Linked DNA regions of Zea mays: region 2 is linked to region 1. A link is a contact called in public Hi-C data. All regions are on one chromosome and are shown on one strand. The core of a region is the stretch at or near the end of the contact, and the rest is flanking DNA. Distances in the headings are between cores, read along the strand shown.

Evidence for each region. Hi-C and Micro-C count contacts between places; a contact is called where the count stands out from the background.
Region 2: a contact with region 1 is called in a Hi-C map of leaf, with 5 times the contacts expected there. The contact joins the promoter of LOC100381414 here to the promoter of LOC100273824 in region 1. A contact is called at or near these places in 2 of 25 Hi-C or Micro-C datasets (ear and leaf).

Annotation. Positions count from the first base shown.
Region 1 is chr2:204,707,038-204,713,898 of Zm-B73-REFERENCE-NAM-5.0, forward strand. LOC100273824 reads left to right here and starts at 4,695. Exons shown (of 22, transcript NM_001329043.1): 1 at 4,695-4,959; 2 at 5,223-5,634; 3 at 5,727-5,858; 4 at 6,268-6,356; 5 at 6,487-6,576. The coding sequence starts at 4,900.
Region 2 is chr2:205,058,125-205,064,962 of Zm-B73-REFERENCE-NAM-5.0, forward strand. It overlaps LOC100381414, which reads left to right and starts at 3,611. Exons shown (of 16, transcript NM_001174255.1): 1 at 3,611-3,928; 2 at 4,019-4,157; 3 at 4,296-4,367; 4 at 4,444-4,514; 5 at 4,608-4,679; 6 at 4,798-4,869; 7 at 5,036-5,132; 8 at 5,199-5,264; 9 at 5,547-5,612; 10 at 5,696-5,913; 11 at 6,024-6,277; 12 at 6,558-6,823. The coding sequence starts at 5,739. LOC103647653 (organic cation/carnitine transporter 7) reads left to right here. Exons shown (of 6, transcript XM_008672154.3): 2 at 418-686; 3 at 967-1,204; 4 at 1,947-2,487; 5 at 2,577-2,779; 6 at 2,879-3,307. The coding sequence ends at 3,106. It overlaps TRNAE-CUC (transfer RNA glutamic acid (anticodon CUC)), which reads right to left and starts at 3,487; the gene lies at 3,415-3,487.

The DNA of each region.
Region 1 (6,861 bases), core at 3,445-5,944:
AAAACCGCCGCACGCGGTGCGCGCAGCTGCCCAGCGGTTACAAGCATCCCTCCACTATCGCCTGGACCAGCGGGTGAAAGGGCGGACCGCCATGCAGGCGACATGCAACCGCACCAAGGGGGCGCACCCTTTCGACTTCGACGCGTCCAGCATGGAGGCCCAAGCCCACACGTCATGTAACCGACGCGCCGGTTACTACGTGCGAGAAACTGCACCGCCACTCGCGCCAGTACCGCGCCTTCTCGACTGTGGAACCGGTGCCGCGACTCGAGGCGACCCTGCGCATGACCCAACGGTGCCAACCGAGCACATCGGTCATGGGTCAGTCAGCCGCGGGAGAAGGCGCGACGGTCGATACGGCCAGAAATGGGCCAACAGTAATGACGGTGGCAGGCGGGCGAAAGCAGCAGTCAAGTTGTCAGCAAGCTCACGCCCCCTCCTGGGACAGCAAAAGAGCCCTCTCTCATGGAGTGAAGATGACGCGCCCGTGTTCCGTTCCTCGAATGGCTCGCGCACGCACAACGGCTGCCCCGCGAACCACTCGTCCCGTCACATTAACTCTGCGGCAGGACAGGCAGCACCTTTGGCAGGCGAAGCAGGCGACACTTCACCTCCACCATAATGACCGCGTCAAAAAAGGTGCGCCACGTCGTTCGATTTCGTATCCTTTTCCACTTTCTCTTTCTCTCTCTTGCCACAGGGACCGGGAAAGGGGATACTCCGAAAGGGATCCTTCTCCACGAAGGAAGCGGGCCCCAAACCCCCCTACTGATCAGAGGTTCGAAGGCTGGCCCCTCGGAAGGGTTCAACAGCCGCCTCAGAGCACTCGGGCTCTGCGCCCACTACTGGTCAGAGGTTCGAAGGCTGGCCCCTCGGAAGGGTTCAACGGCCGCCTCAGGCCACCCGGGCTCCGCGCCCACTACTGATCAGGGGTTCGTAGGCTGGCCCCCGAAGGGTTCTGACAGCTAGGGCTGGGCAAAAAACCCGTAACCCGAAACCCGAACCCGGAATACCCGAACCCGAACCCGAAATACCCGAAACCCGAATTTTGTTCGGGAATTTCGGGTAGTAACTTGCAAAACCCGAAATTATTCTGGGTAATTCGGGTATCACAATCGGGTACCCGAAATACCCGAATTACCCGAACTTTCATGTGTCATGTACTCATGACATGCTTAATTCTTAATTTGTACATCTATAATTAAGTGTAAGTGTGCATAACTTGTAATTGTACATTGCTTGTGTTTTATATGTCCATGTATATCATTATTCAAACTATATTTTTATACTAATTTAATAGGGTGTATGTGTTTTTATGAAGCCAACACAATAGTTCGGGTAGTTCGGGAATACCCGAACCCGAACCCGAAATTCCGGGTACCCGAATTTTTGGGTATTGAAAAACCCGTTGTAATTTCGGGTATCGATTCTCAAAACCCGAAATTTTAAAAACCCGAATTACCCGACCCGAAAATTTCGGGTAACCCGAACGCCCACCCCTACTGACAGCCGCCTCAGAGCACGCAGAGCGAGGGATGACCCTGGGTACGTTCGATACATAACCAAGGCTCGGGCTACGCTCCCGAGGTACCCTAGGACATTTCCGAGACCGACGGGAACGATTTTGTAACGGAATCCCACCAGAGGGAGGCATCGAGCCCTCGGACCCCGTCAAAAGGGGACCGGGTCCGGCGAATCACCCGCAGGTACTTTTGGAGCGCGCCTCTGGGCCACTAGCCGACCCCTAACGAATGGGGCACGGGCGTCCACTCGGATTACCCATTAGCAACTCACTAGAGACACCATGTTCGGCGCCCTCCGAGGGCAACATGGCGCTTTCCCCCTCCTCCTTGCGGAAAGGCGACACAGGGGCGTATGAAAAAAGCCGAGTCTGTCCTTGACCGTCCTCTCGCTCTGTGCGGAGGCTCGGGGGCTGCTCTCGCAAACCCGGCCCCGGCCAAACCGTTGACAGCGTCAACATACCAGCCCGAGAACTTGGGACTCGACTATGCACCCGGGTTACGACCAGTTCGCATGAGGGAACAACCAGACCGGCCGAAGCATCACGAAACGCGTTAAGACCTCGAAGGAGTCAAACCACTCCTTCGAGGCCTCGGGGGCTACACCCGGCGGGTGCGCTCGCGCGCACCTACCGGAACGAAACGCAACCGAGAAAGGCCGGTCCCCTTGCAAAAAAGTGCGACAAAAGCCTCCAAGCGAGTATCAACACTCCCTTCGAGGCTCGGGGGCTACTGTCGGGGACCATAATTAGGGGTACCCCCAAGACTCCTAATCTCAGCTGGTAACCTCCATCAGCACAAAGCTGCAAAGGCCTGATGGGCGCGATTAAGGTCAAGGCCCAGTCCACTCAAGGGACACGATCTCGCCTCGCCCGAGCCCAGCCTCGGGCAAAGGCAGCCGACCCCGGAGGATTCACGTCTCGCCCGAGGGCCCCCTCAAGCAACGGACACACCTTCGGCTCGCCCGAGGCCCAGTCTTCGCAGAGAAGCAACCTTGGCCAGATCGCCATGCCAACCGACCGTATCGCAGGAGCATTTAATGCAAGGATCGCCTGACACCTTATCCTGACGCGCGCTCTTCAGTCGACAGAGCCGAAGTGACCGCGGTCACTTCGCCGCTCCACTGACCGACCTGACAAGAAAACAGCGCCGCCTGCGTCACTCCGACTGCTGTGCCACTCAACAGAGTGAGGCTGACAGCAGCTAAGTCCAGCCTCGGGCGCCATAGGAAGCTCCGCCTCGCCCGACCCCAGGGCTCGGGCTCAACCTCGACGCTGGACGACGGACTCCGCTTCGCCCGACCCAGGGCTCGGACTCAGCCTCGGCTCCGGAAGATGACGAACTCCGCCTCGCCTGACCCCAGGGCTCGGACTCAGCCTCGGCTCCGGAAGACGACGAAGTCCGCCTCGCCCGACCCCAGGGCTCGGACTCAGCCTCGGCTCCGGAAGACGACGAACTCCGCCTCGCCCGACCCCAGGGCTCGGACTCAGCCTCGGCTCTGGAAGACGATGAACTCCGCCTCGCCCGACCCCAGGGCTCGGACTCAACCTCGACCTCGGAGGAGCCTCCGCCTCGCCCGACCTAGGGCTCGGACCGACCACGTCACAGGGGGCCATCATTGCCCTACCCCTAGCTAGCTCAGGCTACGGGGAACAAGACCAGCGTCCCATCTGGCTCGCCCCGGTAAACAAATAATGATGGCACCACGCGTGCTCCATGACGACGGCGGCTCTCAGCCCCTTACGGAAGCAAGGAGACGTCAGCAAGGATTCGACAGCCCCGACAGCTGTCCTTCCACAGGGCTCCAGCGCTCCTCCGACGGCCACGACATCACATGAACAGGGTGCCAAAACCTCTCCGACTACCACGACTGCATGTACTTAGGGCTCTAGCTCCTCTCTGCTAGACACGTTAGCACACTGCTACACCCCCATTATACACCTGGACCCTCTCCTTACGCCTATAAAAAGGAAGGTCCAGGGCTCTCATACGAAAAGGTTGGCCGCGCGGGGGAACGGGCCGGCGCATAAGGCTCTCTCTCTCTCCCACGCGGACGCTTGTAACCCCCTACTACAAGCGCACCCGACCTGGGCGCAGGGCAACACGAAGGCCGTGGGTTTCCCCTTTTGTCTGTTTCTTCCCCCCTTCGTGCTCCATCTCGCGCCGACCCATCTGGGCTGGGGCACGCGACGACAATTCACTCGTCGGTCCAGGGACCCCCCGGGGTCAAAACGCCGACACTTGCAAACTGCAAGATTTCATTGCTCTCTCTATATATAGATACACACATGACTGCTTATACAATGTTGCCGTCACAATGTAATACACTTTCGTAGTTTCATATATATTATTATACCTACAAGTTGTCCCTGTATATCAACTACATTTTTTCTTACTGTGTACATTGACAAGGTCAACTCTATGCATCTTTCAAAAAAACCCACATAGGGAGCGAACAATTTATTAGGGCTTGTTCATTTATTTTCAATCTATATAGATTGAAGGAGATTGATACAAATTGAGAGAAATTGTGATTTACTAGGGATTGAAACTCCTTTAGGGCTTGTTCGGTTAGCTCTCAATTCATATGGATTGAGTGAGATTGGGTGAGTTTAAATTCCAAACAAGTCAAACTTTTTCTTATTTTTTTTTCCAATCTTATCCAATTCATAGGTAACGAGATTAACCGAACAAGACCTTAATCTCCCTCCATCTATATGTATTGGTATCGAACGAACAAGCTCAGTTTTTTTCACCATCCAATCCTATCCAGTCCAGTGAGTAAGAATATAATTAAGCTGGTCGCTGCTCTATTTTCACCATCCACCAGCTATGCGACTTTTTTTTTACAGCGTCCCTAGTCTGGCGCAAGGCAGGGCAAAGGAGAGAGGCAGCAGTAAAAATCGGGGAACGACATCATCGAAAGAAAGAAGACAGTGGGAATCAATCAGTGCTTAGACCGCTGACACCACTGTCGGCCGGTGCACCGCAGCGCGTCCCGGCGGCGTTTCGCCGGCTTTGCCTTTGCTACCGCATGGTCAAATGGACGAGGTCCACCGAGACAATAACCACTGCAAACCCATCATCTCGGCGTCTGGCCGCCTGACGCGACAAGACAATCAAAAGCGAGCCCGACCAAAGCGCCATGCGTCCCCACTCCCCCCACCCCACACACACGCTGCTGCAGTAAACCCGCCGCTGCGCGAGCGCAGGTTACCCCATTACTCCATGTCCCCACGCCGGCAGCAGCGGGCGTCCCTTACCGCTTGCAAAATCACTTTTCACCTCTCACATTCTCATCCTCTCCTCGCTGCGGTTAGCCGGGTCACCAACCACCGACTCAACTGAACCACGCCCCTCGCTGCCGCGGCGCCGCGCTATGGACGGTGCGTCGTGGCCCGCGCGGTGGCCTCCGCCGGTGCCACCGCTGCCCAGCCAGGTACGTCCCACGTGCGCATCTCGGGGGGGGGGGGGGGGGGGTCTGGACTTCTGGTTCTATCGTTTAATGCGGGGTGGGGGTAGGTCGTGTTCGACACCCAAACAGTCCGGGAGTTGGTTTCGTGTTTTAGTGGCTTGCGAATGGTGTGTGCGCACGATTTTGCAGTTGAAATGCTGCCGTACGGGATTATTTCGACGTTTCATTGCTTGAGTGTCCGTACTTCGCCGCTAAACATGGCGTTGTTACCGTGCGTGTACATGCAGATGGACGGCGTCACTCTGCGCCACCTGCTCCGCCCCTTCGCCGCGCAGGAGGCCGCGGCGGCCGGCCGAGTGGCAGCAGCGCCAGAGCAGCTGTTCGCAAGTCATTCGACCCTGCAATCCGGGCCGCCTCCGAGAGTGGGGCCGAGCAATGAGTTGCTTACTCAAGTTCCGGGGAACTATTGCACTTTCGATCTTGCGCCGGACCTCACTCGGGCAAATGCGAGCAATGCTGCTGGTACCATTGATTTTACTCGGGCTGGTCCCTCCAGCAGTGCTGCCACTCTGCCCAAGTATCCGAGACATGGATTGCCAGCTAGCAGTAGCAATGAGCAGTCCTCTTTTGGAGCGCTTTTCCCGAACAGAAGTGCTAATGGAATGGGTATTTTTACTTGTCAAAGTTCGGCTAACGAAGGTAAGGTTCCAGTGAATTTGGAGGCAATGACTACATGTCCATAATCGTAGCTTTCCTGTGATCTGACCACTCGCGGCAATTTCAACTTGCAGGAATAGCAAATGTTGGTGTGCAGTTTCAGGACTCAAGTGTCCATGGACTGCAGAAATTGCCATTCAAATCGATGACTCATCAGCATCCTACACTGCCTGGTGATCGAATCCGTGTCACCTGTATGAATGTTGGTGGGTTGAACTTGCAATGTTGTTACAACCTGACTTGACTACCACAGTATCACTGTGGCGGTAGTCTTTGAGATGGCTACAAAGTTACACTGAACATTTTTTTGCCACATCTAAAATCTGTACCTGGGATGTCCTCAAGTAAAGACAGTCATTTGAATATGCACGATTAGTTGTGTGCAACCAAAACATTTACATCCTCCTTGCAAGAAAAAAACATTTATGCCCAGCTATTGGACGATGTTCCTGCTTTCAGCATTTTAATAGCAATATACATTTGGTAAAAGCGAGAAATTTTGAGATTACTATTGGTTGATACTTATAACAATATCTTGATGCTATTTCCCAAATCAATTATCCTCATTTGACATACATTGTTGAATCTCCTGACATGCCCATGGCACTTGAATAGGCGGAGAGTTTTTTGTGGGCGAAGCTGGGCTTTTTGGAGTTATCTGCTTGTGTCATCGGTTGCGAATGTCTGTAGCTAAATTCTGCGAGGTGCTAAAGGATTGTCCTAACTATTTTCTTGGTTTCACATTTAACACTGCCATATATTTTTTCTGCTGGTAAAGCTATCCAATTTATGCCTGAAATTTTAAAGTTATGTGCTCGCATATGCTTGTTACAGCATGCTGGAGGAATTCCAGAAAAAGCTGGTGAAATTGTCTGCTTGGAGAATGGCATGAGTATTGCACAATGGTTCAAATTCTGCATAGGGGTGAGTATTACATCAAGCCGTGGTCCCATCTGTTGTAGTTTGATTGGTCCAAGTTACATATTAGTAGAAGTAAATGCCTTTTGTCCATGAATTAGTTGCAAAATATAACTCATGTAAAAGACTTACTACAACAATGAATTAGTTGTAAGATTTCATTATACAATATAAAATAGTGAAGAGCTAAAGAGCATAAGCATAGTTGCAGCTCTTGGCGAGGTCGGGTCAAGTTACGGTTCCAGTTTGTAATTTCCTTGGGGAACTTGCTCAGCAAGATCCCCTCTTTTG
Region 2 (6,838 bases), core at 2,361-4,860, 350 kb after region 1:
ATGGCTGTTACAATCTGGTTGTTTCCCTAATGTGGTTTGCCAACTTCAGTTATTTTATCCAAACTGAGTAGTTATATATGAATGTATACAAAAAGGTAGTTGTTGGTGTGTATAATTTTTTTTACTGTCAGTATATATACTATCCAGATTGCTAGGTTGATATGCAATCAGGATCCTTGTCGCTATGAATATCAGATGCTATTCGTGAGTGAAAGATTGTCATTCGTTCTGTTTACACTATGATGTTTAGCTATTTACCATTGGGCAGGAAATCTGTGGTCTTAGACTCTTAGTTATTTCAGCAAAGCTTAGTCCATATCCCCCATCCCCACATCTGACTTGATGTATTGTCCTGGTGCATGACAGTGATAATGAGATAAATTAATTGTTTTGTTCATTTATGTTTGCTTATTTCAGATGGAGGATGGCGTATCTACTTATACTGTGGATGAGGCACTTGTGTCCATGGGGTTTGGGAAATTCCATGCATTCGTGCTTGCATACTCTGGGATGGCTAAAATCTCTGAAGCAATGGAGATGATGCTTTTGTCATTTGTTGGGCAATCAGTTCAAGCTGAGTGGGGGCTTTCTGCACATGAAGAAAGCCTCATAACAAGTGTTGTCTTTGTGGGGATGCTTGTAGGAGCATATGCTTGGGGCATAGTTTCAGATAACTATGGAAGAAGGCAGGGTCTTCCTCACTTTTTCCATTGGCTATTGGAATTTGATTATGAATGTTCTAACCCTTCAATCTTTTTCGAAACTTTATGGAGTGTTGCACACTGTTCCATGTCTGTAGGAAGCTTAAGCTAGGCATTTACTGTTCCATGGTTAGGTGTTTGGATTCAGTTAATAATGCTTGAAAGTCCTGTTTATTTCCAATTTCTGCATGCTATGCAGTAGTAGCTTACCATTTTCCAAGTAGCCATTTTTTGCTCATTCTAGACCCTTCATATTTATCTACAGGGTTGGGTTCAACTTCACAGCTATTGTTACTGGAGGAGCTGGCCTTCTTAGCGCTTTTGCTCCAAATTACTTATCTTTGATTGTACTGAGATTTATGGTCGGTGTTGGACTGGGTGGTGGGCCAGTTTTAGGTTCTTGGTTCCTAGAGTTCATCCCTGCTCCTAACCGAGGAACATGGATGGTTATGTTCTCAGCATTTTGGACTGTTGGCACAATAATGGAAGCTTCTCTTGCTTGGGTAAGTCTATTTCTTTAGGAAAAGTAATGTCAATGTTTGCCTTACATACAGTACTGGCTGTTTGAGATATTTTTTTACGTGTATGATGCTACAGTACATCCTACAATGGATGTTATATTCTAGTTACCAATAGTGGATGTTACGGTGGATATTTGTCTGCTGAGTGCAGATGTTCCCCTTTTTCTCTAGCACACAGGAGAACTGCATGGGATTATAGTGTAGGTCGGGAGGGGAAAGGGTTAGAGTGCAGAGGGCCCCCCTGATTCAAATAAACAGATGCACCAAAAACAACATTAATTAGGGTTGCCGAGCTACCAGCTAAGGCTTGCAGGTATGTTAGTTCATGTGTGTCAGCTGCACATCACAGCTCTGCATGCTGATGTTCTTCTGCTGTCCTTATTACCGTACTTGTAATTCTAAGACTAGGATATACCATTGAATCCTAAGGACCAGCAAAGCTTCTTCTGTGTTTTTGTAATTTGAGCAAGTTTTGCCAGCACATGCATGGGTCTTCCTGTGCAATCAATTTGGGTCTATTTGCCATGGTATTTTGCTTGTACATAGTTTTGATGAAGTGATTATTGACGTCCATGGTAGTATATGTTGTATATAATATATAATGGGTTAATGGCACCATTTTGGTGTAAGTGGCCAAATGGCATGCATGGTCATTCTAATCCGTGATTATTGCTATTTCCAAAATCTCCATGCAAATTCCTGTACTCATCTGCTCAATTTGCAGGCCGTTATGCCAGCTTTTGGCTGGAGGTGGCTGCTGGCACTCTCATCATTGCCATCGTTTGCCCTGCTACTCTTCTACCCAGTGACACTTGAGTCACCAAGATACCTATGCATGAAGGGTAGAATAGCTGAAGCAGTTCATGTTCTGGAAACAATGTCACGCGTGAACTGTGTTTCTCTCCCCTCTGGCCGACTTGTCTCTGGCCATCGGGTGGAACTTCATGATATCGGGGATTCTTCAGAAACGGCACAGTTGGTGACATCTAATAAGAATAACACTGCTGATCGTGGTAGCAAATCCGAGATTGGAGGCCTCAGTGCCATCTTAAAGCTTCTATCTCCAAACTTAATCAGATCGACTCTTCTACTCTGGACTGTCTTTCTTGGTCATGCCTTTCTGTACTATGGTCTTGTTCTACTCACATCAGAACTAAATCATGGAAATAGGATCTGTGGATCAGAAGAGGGGGCAGAAGTGACAACAACAGCCCACATACATGATGAGAATCTCTACAGAAATGTATTTATAACAAGCTTTGGAGGTATGTGTGTTTCTGCTATCTGGTCAACCAGTCATTTTTCAGAAACAGTGTCCTGGGAATTCTTGATATTTAGGGCAACAATGATGCAGAGGTCCCTGGTCTTCTCCTGTCGGCTGCCATTGTTGACATGATCGGGCGCAAGCTCTCGATGTCTTCCATGCTTTACATCAGTTGCCTGTGCATATCTCCGCTTATGTTCGCCCAGACGGAATCGCTGACGACCATCTTTTTGTTCTGTGCCCGGGTTTGCATCTCTGCAAGCTTCACTGTTCTGCACATCTACGCCCCTGAGGTTTGGTCCCTCCAGTAGCAATGTGTGTCCTTACATACATAAACCTTGCATGAAAACCTCTGAAATTATCGTTGCCTCTTTGTGCCGTGTTCCTTGCAGATATACCCAACTGCTGTTAGGGCCACGGGTGTCGGGTTTGCAAGCTCGATTGCTCGCTTTGGTGGAATCCTGTGCCCTCTCGTGGCCGTCGGCCTGGTGCACGCGTGCCACCAGATGGCAGCTATCCTGATATTCATCACGGTGATGCTGGCTTCAGGCATCGCCGTGTCATACTTCCCCCTGGAAACAAGCGGCCGAAAGCTGAGCGACCACGTCGCCGCCGCGTAAGAGCTGATTAATTGAAGAACTGACTTTTTGAGAGGGATACACCAATACAGAATCAAGGCCCAAGGGGCCATTATTTTTTTTGTTCAGTTGTTGACAAAGGATACAGTGGGAAAGAAAGTGCAAAGGAGGCACTAGATTGTTACGTTATTATACTGTTGCTTCTCAATAGAAATCTACAGATCACTATATGATTTTTGTTCTCTTGTCAATATGGTATTAGTATGAATTCTAAACGCCCTCAAAATTCATTTTTTGTTTCAAAAGTGAAACGTCTTTTTATATATGAATTGGGAAACTAAAAAATGAAATTCCGTTGCCGGGACTCGAACCCGGGTCTTTCGGGTGAGAGCCGAATATCCTGACCAGCTAGACTACAACGGATTCTGTTTATGTTGTGCATAGTAATTTATAAGATTACGTAGAGCTATTCACAGTAATGGCTTAGCGACATTCTCGCTGCTGCAATGGCGACGGTCTCGTTCCATCACTGTCCCCCGTCATTCTCGCTGCTCCAATGGCGACGGTCTCGTTCCATCCCCCGTCTCTTCCTCCTCCGTCTCCTAATTTTGGAAAGGCCATAGTTTCCCATCGCGAGACCTGTATCCCCATGGATCCATGAGAGAAAGGCGGAGGAGATCAGGCGACGTACGCGCGTGGGGGTCTCCTCCTGCACGCTCTCAGCTGAACCGCCCCGTGCTCCCCTGGGCGCGCCGCGCGCAATGGCCCGACGACGGCGCCCCCTACCGCCGCCGCTGCTCGTCTGGTTGGCCGTCCTCTTCTCTGCGGTGGCGCCCGCTGTCGCCAAGACCGACAAGTCTGACGGTGAGGGTTTGCCGGATTCTTTGTGCCCTCTCTGTGTATGTATGCATCGGTCATGGTTCTGACTGAACATCGTGTGTCCTGCAATATCAGTTGCTGCGCTCAATGTGATGTTCAATAGCATGAACAAGCCATCGCAATTGTCCGGTTGGAAATCGAGCGGCGGTGATCCCTGCGATGACGATGACGAGTGGAAAGGGATAGAGTGCAGCGGCTCATCTGTCACAGAAATGTACGCAAATGAAAATGCCTTCAGGATTTCCCTGCTTGTTCAGCATTTAACAGCGCTGTGAAAGCACTTTTTTTTCTTTTAGCTTTCCGTGACATTTTTACCCCAGTTTGTCTCTAACCATCATGTTGCATAGAGCAGTAACTTGTCAGGGCTTGAACTCAGTGGCTCGCTAGGATATCAGCTATCAAGCTTGAAATCAGTAACCAAATTGTGAGTTGCCCCAGAGATTTCCTGCATTGACCATCGTAGTAATGCAACTTAGTTGAATTTTCCTTGTTTTACGTAGTACAGTGATCTCAGCAATAACAATCTCAACGGCGATCTTCCATATCAGCTTCCACCAAACGTGGTTGAATTGTGAGTTTACGGTTCTCATCCACATTCAACTTTTTTGCGTGGGTTCGTGCCTATACGAACACATTCTCTTATATTTTTTTCTTATTGATGCAGAAATCTTTACGGAAACTCTTTAACTGGAGGAGTTCCTTATTCGATATCTCAGATGGGTGATCTGGAAACACTGTAGGAATTCCAATTCGCATTGCACTCTATTTAATTGTTTGCTTTATGTTCCCTTCACATGGCCGTGATTTTTGTTTGCATCAATCCTTATATAATTCGTCATCTGATTAAACTGCAGAAATTTGGGCAAGAACCACCTAAGCGGGCAGTTGACGGATATGTTTTCAGAACTTCCAAAGCTCTCAACATTGTAAGTCAAGCAGCGAATTCCCCAGTTTTTTTTGACTGTCAAGGGGGGGACCCCACCTGAATTCCCCAGTTTTTGGTATCTAACAGGAATTTGTTTTCTATAGTAGTTGCTAGAATGTTATTTCAGTGAGTCTGTCCTGTACGACTAACCTCGATTGTTTCATCAGGGATCTCTCCTTCAACCGCTTCTCAGGCAGCCTGCCCAAGAGTTTTCAGCACCTAAAAGACCTCAAGACGCTGTGAGGGAACTGAAATTTGCACATGGTAGTAATTCATCCATACTTTCTTTCAGATCTACAATCAGTGCCATTCTTTTCAAAATGTATGTAGGAATGTGGAGAGCAACCAATTCAGTGGTCATATAGATGTTCTAGCGAAACTTCCTCTCGAGGATCTGTAAGTATATCTCAAATTAAATACTCACTGCATAAAACTACTCTTTTTCTCAAGTACATTAAAAAGCAAGATTATCCTGACGACTCCATATATGCATTGCGGTGCCTCGGCACAGCAGTACAACATAAATAATTCTGTGAAAAAATGCGAGCTAAAAAATGTGTTGCCAGTTTTAGCCATGTAATGGGTACACTATAGCCTGTTTACTGCACTCAGATAGTGGAAACTACGCTTCGTCTTTCTGAGAACTAAAGCTATAATGGCTTCCCCTTTGTGCTCAAGGAATCTGCAGAACAACAAGTTTACTGGGTGGATCCCTAGTAAACTAAAAGACATCAGCAATCTACAGTAAGTAGTAATTGTAATTCCATCCGCTATGATCCTATTTGTTGCACTTGATGAATTGTAAAAGTCCTTGACGCATTCTGAAGGATTGGAGGGAACCAGTGGTCGTCCGGATCAGCTCCTCCTGGTATGGAGAAGGGCTCTGCACTGGAGGGCTCTTCAGGCGGAGGTGGTCGAAGTGGAGTAAACGGTATCGCCATCGCAGCTGTGGTGATAGCGGTGCTTGTTGCAGCTCTGATTCTCTTGTCTGTGTTGAAGAGGAACCGTTCTTCTTCCTCGTCTCATTACCTCATGGATGAGTCAGGTCACAACCGGTCATTTGCCCCGCTAGTTGATGATGGCAGAAGTAAATTGCTCATAGTGCCTTCTTTTAACATTCATGGTAAAGCGCTCATGCTGCTTTCTTTGCTTCAGCGATCAACATGAAGCCACTGGAGCATTCATCGTCAATTAGCAGTACGACACCGTCTGCAATGCCTATCAAGCCGATTAGTGACAACGAGTTCGAGAACAAACTAAACTATTCGAGGCGGAGCACAGATCCAGTCAACCTTGTTGCTTATTCATCATCAGACCTCCAAGCAGCCACTGGAAGCTTCCATAGTAGCAGGTTACTAGGTCAGGGGACAATCGGTGGTGTTTACAAGGCAAAATATGCTGATGGAACGGTGAGACCTTACCTTGCCTTTTTAAACCCATGCCAAATGAACTTATTTGCTGATAAAGCTTCAGTATTGTTCCTTCTGAATCTATAAAATTTATCATCAATTATTTTTCAGTAGTATAGTACCATATAGTTGAATTGAAGATTATAACTAGTATCAATATGCATCAAATATGTTCTGTAGTAAGATCTTGAGTTGGCGCTTCATACCTTGCATTCCCGTTGTCCTTATTCTCTCTCTCTCTCTCTCACACACACACACACACACACACACACAAACTCAGGTGCTGGCCGTTAAGAAGTTTGATCCATTGAGCTTCTCGGGAAGCAGCGACTTCATGGATCTTGTGAACAGCATTTCCAAGCTGCATCATCCAAACATCTCCGTGCTTGTTGGTTACTGCTCAGAGCCTGGGCACTACATGTTGGTCTATGACTACAACATGAATGGATCCCTCTATGACTTTCTGCACTTGTCCGACGACTACAGCAAGCCGCTGACCTGGGACACCCGCGTAAGGATTGCTGTTGGTACAGCTTGTGCTCTGGAGTAAGTTGACAACTA